Linked DNA regions of Mus musculus: regions 1 and 3 are each linked to region 2. The links are chromatin contacts, called in public HiChIP or PLAC-seq and capture Hi-C maps. All regions are on one chromosome and are shown on one strand. The core of a region is the stretch at or near the end of the contact, and the rest is flanking DNA. Distances in the headings are between cores, read along the strand shown.

Region 1 (3,174 bases), core at 662-3,161, 200 kb after region 2:
TATTATTAATTCTTGACTTGAATGGATAAATGGTGGTATTGTATCCACTAGGTCTGTGATTCCCAAGCTTTAGTGAACATTAGGCTCGTCCGAATTGCTAGTGGAGGTGCGGCAGCCAGGATCATCCATCTTCAGCTTTCGGCTCATAAAGTCTGGAGTGGAGTCAGAGCACCAGCATCTTGAGCAAGTTCCTAGGTGATGTTGAGGCAGCGGCCTAGGGCTGCAACACGAGAACCAGTCAGCAGATGGCGCCATCACTGAGTCTTGGCCTCCCCTGGGAGCCTAGGGAAATGGGTCAGCTTGGGCTTCTGACAACAGAAACACTGATCTTCCCAAGCAGAACCTGACCTGAGCATCTGAGGAAAGGAGCAGAGGGAGGTAGCAGCTGGTACTGGGCAGTAATCAGAGCTCTTCCCCACGCGTGTCTTTGCACTGTGGGTGTCCTCAGAGGAGACCTCATCCCTCTTTCGGGAGGGAGCGCTGTATCGTGCCAGCAGAAGCAAAAATTACATTGGTCACAGCAGAGCATCAGTCTTTCCCTTTGGAAAACATCCCTGAAGGATCCTTTTCAGTGATTCCAATTGAGGACTGAACCCAAGCAGAATCGTTCCAGTTAGGGATTGAAACCAAGTAAAAGAATCGTTCTTAAGGTTTTTAAAGTGATAGGTGGCGACAAAAGTCAACTTCTACAGTCTTAGCATGCTGCCTCTACATACCTTCTATCCACCCCCAACTCCCTCATCACTAACCAGCATTTTCCCGAGTGGAAAGGACCAGAATACCTGCCCCGAGATCTGAACTTGAGGCTCCCCAAAGGTTCTGCCCACTGGAAAGAGCTGACAGAATTAAATATAAAAGTCCCAGTGGTGGAAAGAGCCTTTCACTGCAGCGGGCTGCAGGAGATGCTAAGAAAGAAGGAGGAGAAAGTGCCTTTTAGGTTTAGCTATGTGCTGTCCTGCAGAACCTTCTGCTGTCTACACTGTCCCGGACACTGGTCACCAGCCGCAGGCGGTTGCTGAGCACTAAAGTGAGATAGGAATTTTTAAAGAAGTGAACTTAAAACGTGCATGTGAGCAGGTGCAGATGTAGGCCAGATGTCAACCTTGGGTGTCATTCTTCAGGTGCTGTCCTGTCCTCCCCTGCCCCCATCAGTCCCCTCACCCACCTTTTATCATTTGAGACAGGGTTCCTTACAATTCTAGAGCTCACTGTATATGCTAGGCTTGCTAGGTGGCCAGTGAACTCCAGGGATCTTCCTGCCTCTGCCTCCCCAGCCACGGGATTTTTAAGCCACACCCACCTTTTTAAAAATCTGGGTTCTAGGCTCATAATCAGGCCCTTATGCACATAACCAGACCCTTTTCCTAGAGAGCTATCTTCCCAGTCCGGCCCTCTTTTGAAGGTGCATTAGAGAATCTGTGAATACATTCAAAAGCTCCACAGAATCTACTTTCAGTTATTGAGTTTGGAGCCATAATGTAATTATAAAAATAAATGAAAATGAAAATGCAATCCTTAAATACTTTACCGACTAAACCATCTCTCCCGATCTCTAAAACTTTGATTTGAATGAGTTCGTCGAGGCATTCTCTAGCACAGTGTGTTGGCAGAGTACTCTGGTGGTTATCTGGGCCCGTGAAGGGCCTGGCTCTTGGCGCGTTGAAGGAGCAGGAGCACTTAGGTTGTTGTACGTAATTAGTGTATGGGAGCTTTCGGGTGGGGATTTTGATTAGGGAAGAGAGCAGGAGAGGTTGAGGAAGAGAGTAGGAAGAGAGAGCGAGCTCCTGGGCCTTGCTACATCTAAAACCTCCAAGCCCACCTCCATTGACACACTTCCTCTAACAAGGCCACACCCCTAATAGTGCCACTTCCTGTGAGCCCTTGGGGAACCATTGTCATTCAAGCGACCACAGGAGGTGACTAAGGAAGGAGGAAGGACTCTCAGTGAAATCCTTCTGGTGGCAGCAAGGGCTCAAGGGGACTTAAAACTGTTTAAGTGTAGGGGGTTGGGAACAGTAGCGGGGACTAAGAAGGGTACAAGTGATCTGCTCAAGGAAGTGGTGGGGGAGGGGTGGGCTCAGATTAGGAAGGGTAGGGAGATAAATGAGGAAGAAGAGAGTAAATAAGAGGAAGGATGTCTGAGAAAATCATGAGTCATTATATTAACTGTTCCCCTAAAGCCCCACCTAACATCACACACAAGCCTGCGTATTAATATACATAGATAATACAAGGAAAATGTTCTTCTTTGGGTGGACAATGAGCCCCTGAGAACTAAAGACCACCCAATAAAACCTCCAGTCCTCACATAGGAAGCCTTCTCTTGAGCTTTTGAATGGTGTTGTCCAAGAGACTCACAAGCCACACAAACTATTGTCATCGCTCCTGGCTGTGCCCCAAGATGGGAAAGGCAAATCCCTATTTCTGAAGACACCATGCAGACTTCAGACTGTGGCCCAAGGAGAGTTTGCTGCGAGGCTGTCTGTAGCAATGTCAGAAAGTATACCCGTAAAGTTTCACCAACAGGAGAGCCCAAAGATGAGGGGAACCAGAACACCAACTGTAGACATGCCAAGTGGATAGGGAAAAGCCCGCGAGACCCCAACCTACACAAAGAGCTACAGGCAACTGAGGAACGCTGAGGGTGGGAGAAGCAGCCTTCCCCAGGGAGGAGGAGCACACCAATTGGTTATCCAATGACATCCAATGGTCAGCCCTGAAAACATACATAAAGTAGCATCATACACACTGAGCCGGTCATATTTAGGAGTATATATGCATATGTATACATAGATGCATGCATATTTTAACAATCAATGAAAATAGAGGCCATGAATTTAAAAGAGAGTAAGGTGGAGTATATGAGAGTGTTTGGGGGAAGCCAAAGAAAGGGAGGAATGATGTAATTATATTATAATAATAATTATTATTTTTTAAAGATTTATTTATTATATATTAGTACACTGTAGCTGTCTTCAGACACACCAGAAGAGGGCATTAGATCTCATTACAGATGGTTGTGAGCTATCATGTGGTTGCTGGAATTTGAACTCTGGACCTATGGAAGAGCAGTCAGTGCTCTTAACCACTGAGCCATCTCTCCAGCATATTAACATATGTCAATTATATCATTTTAAAAATTACATTTGTTTATTTAATGTGTTTGTGTGAGCA
Region 2 (2,957 bases), core at 312-2,811:
TGCCTTGAGAAGAAAAAAAGGATTTCATATACTGATGAGGCAGCCTGCTTTAATTACTTGTCTGCTGTAATTAACTTGACCATGATGATTTGGGCCTGTGGTCTTTCTCCTCTCATCTTTGGGATTAACTAGACCCCGGTAACTGAATTAAATAAAACTCGTGACTGAAACCAATCACTAATCATATACGGTCCGAGTTCTGTTCTTCTGGCAGCAAGGCATACATACATATCCTGTGCAGGTTAAATAGCCCCAGCTCCTCCTTGGGTGCCACCGTCCCTTATTTATTTTCTCATTGCTGTTACAAATGGACTTACAATCAATAACTGCTTTTGTGACAAGTACCACCCGGTTTACAAGGCAACACAGCAGACTGACACACAAACAGCATAGTACCAGAAACGAAACATACCATAAATACCTTTTGGAACAGCAATTCTGAAATGCTTTGTGTACAAGATGACAACAAAAACATTAATCTTACTATTTTACAAATGTCAGTTTGGCTTATATATTTTATTGAAACGGTTATTCTTTAAACATACACATTCCTCCTCCTGCATTTTCTTACAAACATTTATTATTACTTTTTTTTTTTTTGCTTTTGCCCATCAGTTTTTTGTTTGTTTGCTTGTTTTTGTTTTTTCCTTTTCTATTTGTTTCACATTAAAGACTCAGCTGGCTTGGTTTGCAAAGTCAATGGAATAAGGTTTGGAGCCAGTCATGGCTTTTGCTCCATCTTCAGCTCATTCTCTGTCTTATTTAACCGCGAATGGCTGATGCTGAGGCTCTGTCGTTACTAAGACTTCAGTGCCTTATCTCTCAGAATTTCTCAGCTCCCAGTATAATGTTTGGCGTGTTTTAATGCAGTTTTCCATTGGAAAGAGTTTCCAAAGTAATTTGGATATTCAGTGGTATTGGTTTCTAACAACACGTTTAAAGAATTGGAATTTCCTTTTCAGACAAAGGGGACTGATCCCTGCTTGCAAAGCACAGGCAGGAAATCCGATGCTCAAAGGCAGGGAACAGTGAGAAAATTGCTCCTGACAGCGCAGCTGCAGCCTTCATGGTAAGCTTGCATGGCTCAGGGACTCCAGGAATGAGAACGCTCAGAATTATATAGCAGGAGAGACATGTTGCTTGGATACCATCCTCCAAGAAGGATAAAGTGTAATCAGAGTAAGGGGCTTAAAATAAAAATCTTACAATGAGATAAGAGTTAGTATAAGAAGCATTCAAATATGCCGGTTCTCTCAAATGGACAGGCACCTGTGTTGTTTCCTCAATGTCTCTTATTTCTACCTCTTTAAAAGGAAGACAAAACTCAGGTTAGGACGGTCACTTTAGCATGCACAAAGCCCACCCAAACGAACCCCAAACAACTTAACGCAAGCATCATTTCCCAGGCACTTTAGAAGGAAATGTGTGTACATCCTGTGAGGATGCTCTTATGCCAATTAAACGTAGGAATAAGAAGCCAGAGACACAGGGCAGTGGTGAGCCTCAACCTTTTCCTGGAAGCATCCGAGTCCTGCTCCAGAGAACACTTCATCTCAGCAGCCACAGCACTTCCGCTTTTCTCTAGCCTTTGCCCTGGTCAACAATAGGAAATGCTCCGCTCCACCCACCACGACCAGCTGACTTTGCTTTGTTCTTTGAAGGGCTCATTCAGGTTTAGCAGCTGTGCCTTAAGTGCCCTAATCTTCAAAACCTTCTAAAAGGCAAGTTACTTGTCCTGGAAAGGCTGCCTTTTTTTTTTTTTTTTTTTTTAAACATTTCTCAGACACCTTTCTTCTCCTTGTGTGAGTTGTTTGATACTTTTGCTGGTAGTGAATCCTTTCTGCTAATTCCTTCCCAAGCGCCAACGCCAAAAATGTTAACAGCCTTGAGCTGAACCCACTCCCACCGCCCACCACCCCTTGTTTTGCTCACCACCTACTCCCTAATGGCAGTTTACTCCTTCCAAGTCTCTTGGAGTCTACCGCTGAGAAGAAAGACAGCGAGGATACCGTTCAACCTCTCAGCGGGGAGAGGGCCATGGGAGGGGTTTGGGTTTCAGTGCCTTTAGGAAATGATTGCTGAAAATTTAAGGCCTAGAATCATCAAAAGTCCCACATTTGCATCCTTCTAGAATGAAAGAATCGCCAAGTTTTGGGCCAGTATCAAATGTCCTTTGACCTACTGAGAGAAAGGTCTACTCTCCCTCTCTATTCCAAGCAGTCTTGAAATTCTGGTTGCTCTTGTTCCCAGAAAGAGGAGCAGGAAGTGGTATGCAAGGGGATCTTTCAACATCCCTGAGAGACTTTCTCTAGAGGACTGTCCCTAAGGACATTCATTAAGTGACATGTAGTGAGTATTTGTTTCTCCTAGAAACATCCAGCAGAGAAGTCTTTAGGGGAGTCAGTCAAATTGGAATAAAGAGCCACAACTGCCCCGGGATAATCGTCTTGATATCTGTTGTCAAGCCTCTGAATATCAAAAAGGAAAGCTCTTCAGAGAATCATGTCCCATCTTGGTTGGACTCCCTCCTTAGTTATTATTTTAGGGTTCGACGGAAATAGGAAGATTGGCTGTTGATGAGGTAAGAGAAAAGTCCCTTTTCTCTGTCTCCCACATTGCAAATCCTCCCCAACCAACGTTCAAACCTTATGACACAAGAAGTCAAGTCAAAGTAGAAAAAAAATGTGTTTCCTTCTTTTTTTTTTTTTTTTAATGTGAATTTCTTAAACGCAGTTCTCCCAGTACATGTTGCAGATAGGTATATTATAAGGCGTGGGCTTCTGTTTTGACTATCTGAATAATCACACTAATCCAATAAATTTGCAGAAATGAATAGAAAATTGATCTACGAGATTCCCGCTTCTTCTTGACTGTGGTGACTTGCAACATCCTAGGTAAGATGTTTCAGGTGTGTGCAGCCTCACCTTTCCCTTTATTTTCACCAAATAAGCTTGGGC
Region 3 (3,006 bases), core at 442-2,941, 160 kb after region 2:
GATAGAGCTTGGGGAATTCTGAGCTGTTTGTTGAAAGCTTAACACCCCCCCCCCCCCGCCCCAAACCCCAAACCACCTGCCTTTGCCATGAATACGCCTCTTTTTCGAATACAAAAATAGAAAGGACATTCTGGTCTAAATAATGCATACTGTTCTATTCTGTGAGGCAGGTCAGAACTTGAGCAGCTACTTCATCCCAAATGCCTGCTGGGCTCTGCTTGACGCAGAGGTCTCTTCAGGAGCTGCGCATTGCCCGGGACACCAGGGCAGCCTCCCGTGCGCCTCCGATCCCGATTGTGATTACCAAGCTTTCCCACAATGCTTGCCCTTTTGCTTCTTGTTGTAAAAGAGGCGCTTACGTTTGCACTTTCTCCCTCTTTATTTCAGTTGACCAGCTCCTTCACCCTGGAGCTAGAATGTCCAGCAGGAACTTTGCCACCAAGATCAAATCCAGGCGCCAAGATTCGCCAGCTCAGATAGCCTCTTGGCGCCCTTGCTTTCCTAGTGAGAAATGGAAGTGAGGATGCTTACCTCCCAGGAAGTAAGGATGTCAGGAATCCGGATACCAGGAATTATCCCTAGGAAGTGCTCTGTTTACCAACTCAGGGCAGGTTTCTTCCTTCCTTCCTTCCTTCCTTCCTTCCTTCCTTCCTTCCTTCCTTCCTTCCTTCCTTCCTTCCTTCCTTCCTTCCTTCCTTCCTTCCTTCCTTCCCTCCCTCCCTCCCTCCCTCCCTCCCTCCCTCCCTCCCTCCCTCCCTCTCTCTCTTTCTTCCTTTTTTTTTTTTTTTTTTTTCGAGGCAGGGTTTCTCTGTGTAGCCCTGGCTGTCCTGGAACTCACACTGTAGACCAGGCTGGCCTCAAACTCAGAAATCCGTCTGCCTCTGCCTCCCGAGTGCTGGGATTAAAGGAGCGCCACCACGCCCAGGACCTTTATTTCTGAATACGCCAGAGCTAAGGAGTAGATGCACGAGCCCTATACCATTGTCAACGTAACCCTACTGTCCAACAAACAGCATCAACACCTCCCGGAACACATTAGAAGTGCCACATATCAGGCTGGGCCCCAACCCTGCTACTGTAGACACTCTGTGGATGGGACACAAGCCCCGCCCCCTGTTGGTCGTGCCCCTTTCTCCACTTAGTTCCCTTTGGGGTCAGTTCCCCAACTGTATTCATATGAAAGCACAGCGTGGATCTCCGTGCAGGTGCCGGTTATAACCAGGAAAAAAAGGTGTGCGTGCCCACACATGTTTTACTGGTGTTGTCGTGATAATCCTTATTTCAGAAGCCTCTGGGTCTGGCCATGTCATTTATTCGCTCTCCCAGTTGAGCTGGCGATTTGGGAGATGGGCTTTAGGAGTTGGTAGGGACTCCTTCCTACGATTTGCTCATACCTGAGAATTGAAAATGTCCTGACTCGCAGCCTTAGAAATAACAAGCCTAGAGTCCTTCCCTGGAGGGACCTTGCCCTGGGGGTAGGGCTTTTCTGCCTTTAGGGGTGAGTTGGAAAGGCTGAGCTGGTAGTATGTCCACAGGCCTGTGAGTCAGAGGATTTTCTTGTTTATAGCAATCTTACCACCCTCTTTATTTTTGTTTGGTTAGTTATTTGCTAAGGGGCGGGACTTCCAGTAGCCCAGGCTGACCTTGGATCCTGACCTCTGCCAAGCAGCTTGCCTTCAGCTCCTAGGGCTGGGGATTGGTTAGACATCGCCCTCTTGTGGATAGCTAGTTTCACTGGCTCCAGATGGCACAGCGGCCTGCTACCGGCTTAGCACAAAAGTCCTTGGGTTGCTGACAAAATGGCTACAGGTTGCTTCTCTGGTTTTCTCCTTTCCTTGGCCCTCTCTTGCCAAGTGATTCTTCATGAACCCCGTGCTAATTTGGGGGCGACACAAGCATTTTACAAGCATTCCTCACTTGTAGCGAAGTGAACCAGGGGTGTATAGCATTTAATACAACAGTAGTATTCTGCTAATACTACTGCTAATACAAGGCAAGTCTCACCATTACGTTGTTCAAGATTATTCAGGTTAATTTTAGAAAAACATACAAATGACACCTGTCATTCACCAAGTAAATAATTTGCTCTTTATATGTCATTTTGTGGACCATTTCCCTGGGCGTTTCTACTTTGGTACTTTTTCCTATTTTTGCTTGAATTCTGCGTACATAGCTTAAGATCAAGATCCGGACAGAGCCAGGGCATGATGGTGCACATCTTGAATTCTGGCACTTGAGAGTAAGAGGCCAAGGCAGGTGAACCCCTATGAGTTCAAGGCCAGCCTGGTCTACAGAGTGAGTTCCAGTCCAGCCAGGGCTACATTGTGAGACCCTGTCTCAAAAGAATAAGAAGGAGGAGGAGGACAATAAGAAGAGGAAAGCGGGGCTGGAGAGATGGCTCAGCGGTTGAGAACACTCACTGGCTGCTCTTCCAGAGGTCCTGAGTACCATTCCTAGCAACCACAGGGTGGCTCACAACCATCTGAAATGGGATCTGATGTGTCTGAAGACAGGAGCAGTGTAGCGTAGTCATATACATACAATAAATAAATACATTTTAAAAAAGAAGAGGCAAGTGAGGGATGGGGGCTTGAGGGAGGGAAACAGTGTCAGCCCCCGCAATGCTGCAGACCTAGTCCTGGACTTGATGCCTCGAGGCATGTCGTCGTCCTTGGTAACGTGAGCCATCCATCCCCTTCATAGCTCAGCTAGGTCATTTAAATGCCGCTAACCCATGCTCCCCCTCCCCCATCCTTCCTTTTGCTTCTTTACCTTTAAGTTACACCTGCTCTTCTAATGCTCTTTCCTTTTGCTTTTAACATCCTTCTTCATTTTCCATGGAAGGAAAAGAAAGAGAAGAAAAAGAAACCCCAGTGCCTATTATTGTCTGAGCTAAGAATATGTTTTCTTGGTTCTTGGCTAGGAGTCTATAGCTCAGTGCTTTAGGGTGATATTTTACTCGACGATCAATAAAGCTTTTCCATTTCAGAATTATTAACCCTGGGT

The links. HiChIP or PLAC-seq counts read pairs in DNA pulled down with a chosen protein or histone mark. Capture Hi-C pulls out chosen DNA fragments and counts their contacts.
Region 1: a contact with region 2 is called in a capture Hi-C map of bone marrow-derived macrophages, with 3 times the contacts expected there. The contact joins two enhancer-like sites. A contact is called at or near these places in 2 of 115 datasets of contacts at active chromatin or transcription factors (bone marrow-derived macrophages and embryonic stem cells) and 1 of 9 other capture datasets (bone marrow-derived macrophages).
Region 3: a contact with region 2 is called in an H3K4me3 HiChIP or PLAC-seq map of bone marrow-derived macrophages, with 4 times the contacts expected there. The contact joins two enhancer-like sites. A contact is called at or near these places in 3 of 39 promoter capture datasets (3T3-L1-derived adipocytes, frontonasal cranial neural crest and liver), 8 of 484 Hi-C or Micro-C datasets (3T3-L1-derived adipocytes, bone marrow-derived macrophages, cerebral cortex and 3 more), 20 of 115 datasets of contacts at active chromatin or transcription factors (acute myeloid leukemia, bone marrow-derived macrophages, cardiomyocytes and 13 more) and 3 of 9 other capture datasets (adipose tissue, liver and pancreatic islet).

What each region holds. Positions count from the first base shown.
Region 1 is chr9:40,580,863-40,584,036 of GRCm38.p6, reverse strand. No RefSeq gene overlaps it. Among named protein-coding and RNA genes, the nearest start is that of Gm48277, 25 kb to the right of the region's middle. Within about 2 kb of position 1,911, at least 87 of the 459 cell types and tissues checked have an H3K27ac peak or open chromatin away from gene starts, as enhancers often do. A contact at or near this core is called in bone marrow-derived macrophages, where this site is marked.
Region 2 is chr9:40,782,860-40,785,816 of GRCm38.p6, reverse strand. Clmp (CXADR-like membrane protein) reads right to left here. Exons shown (of 7, transcript NM_133733.5): 7 at 498-2,957. Among named protein-coding and RNA genes, the nearest start is that of Hspa8, 17 kb to the left of the region's middle. Within about 2 kb of position 1,561, at least 171 of the 459 cell types and tissues checked have an H3K27ac peak or open chromatin away from gene starts, as enhancers often do. A contact at or near this core is called in bone marrow-derived macrophages, cerebral cortex and embryonic stem cells, where this site is marked.
Region 3 is chr9:40,627,001-40,630,006 of GRCm38.p6, reverse strand. No RefSeq gene overlaps it. Among named protein-coding and RNA genes, the nearest start is that of Gm39319, 38 kb to the left of the region's middle. Within about 2 kb of position 1,691, at least 23 of the 459 cell types and tissues checked have an H3K27ac peak or open chromatin away from gene starts, as enhancers often do. A contact at or near this core is called in bone marrow-derived macrophages, cerebral cortex and embryonic stem cells, where this site is marked.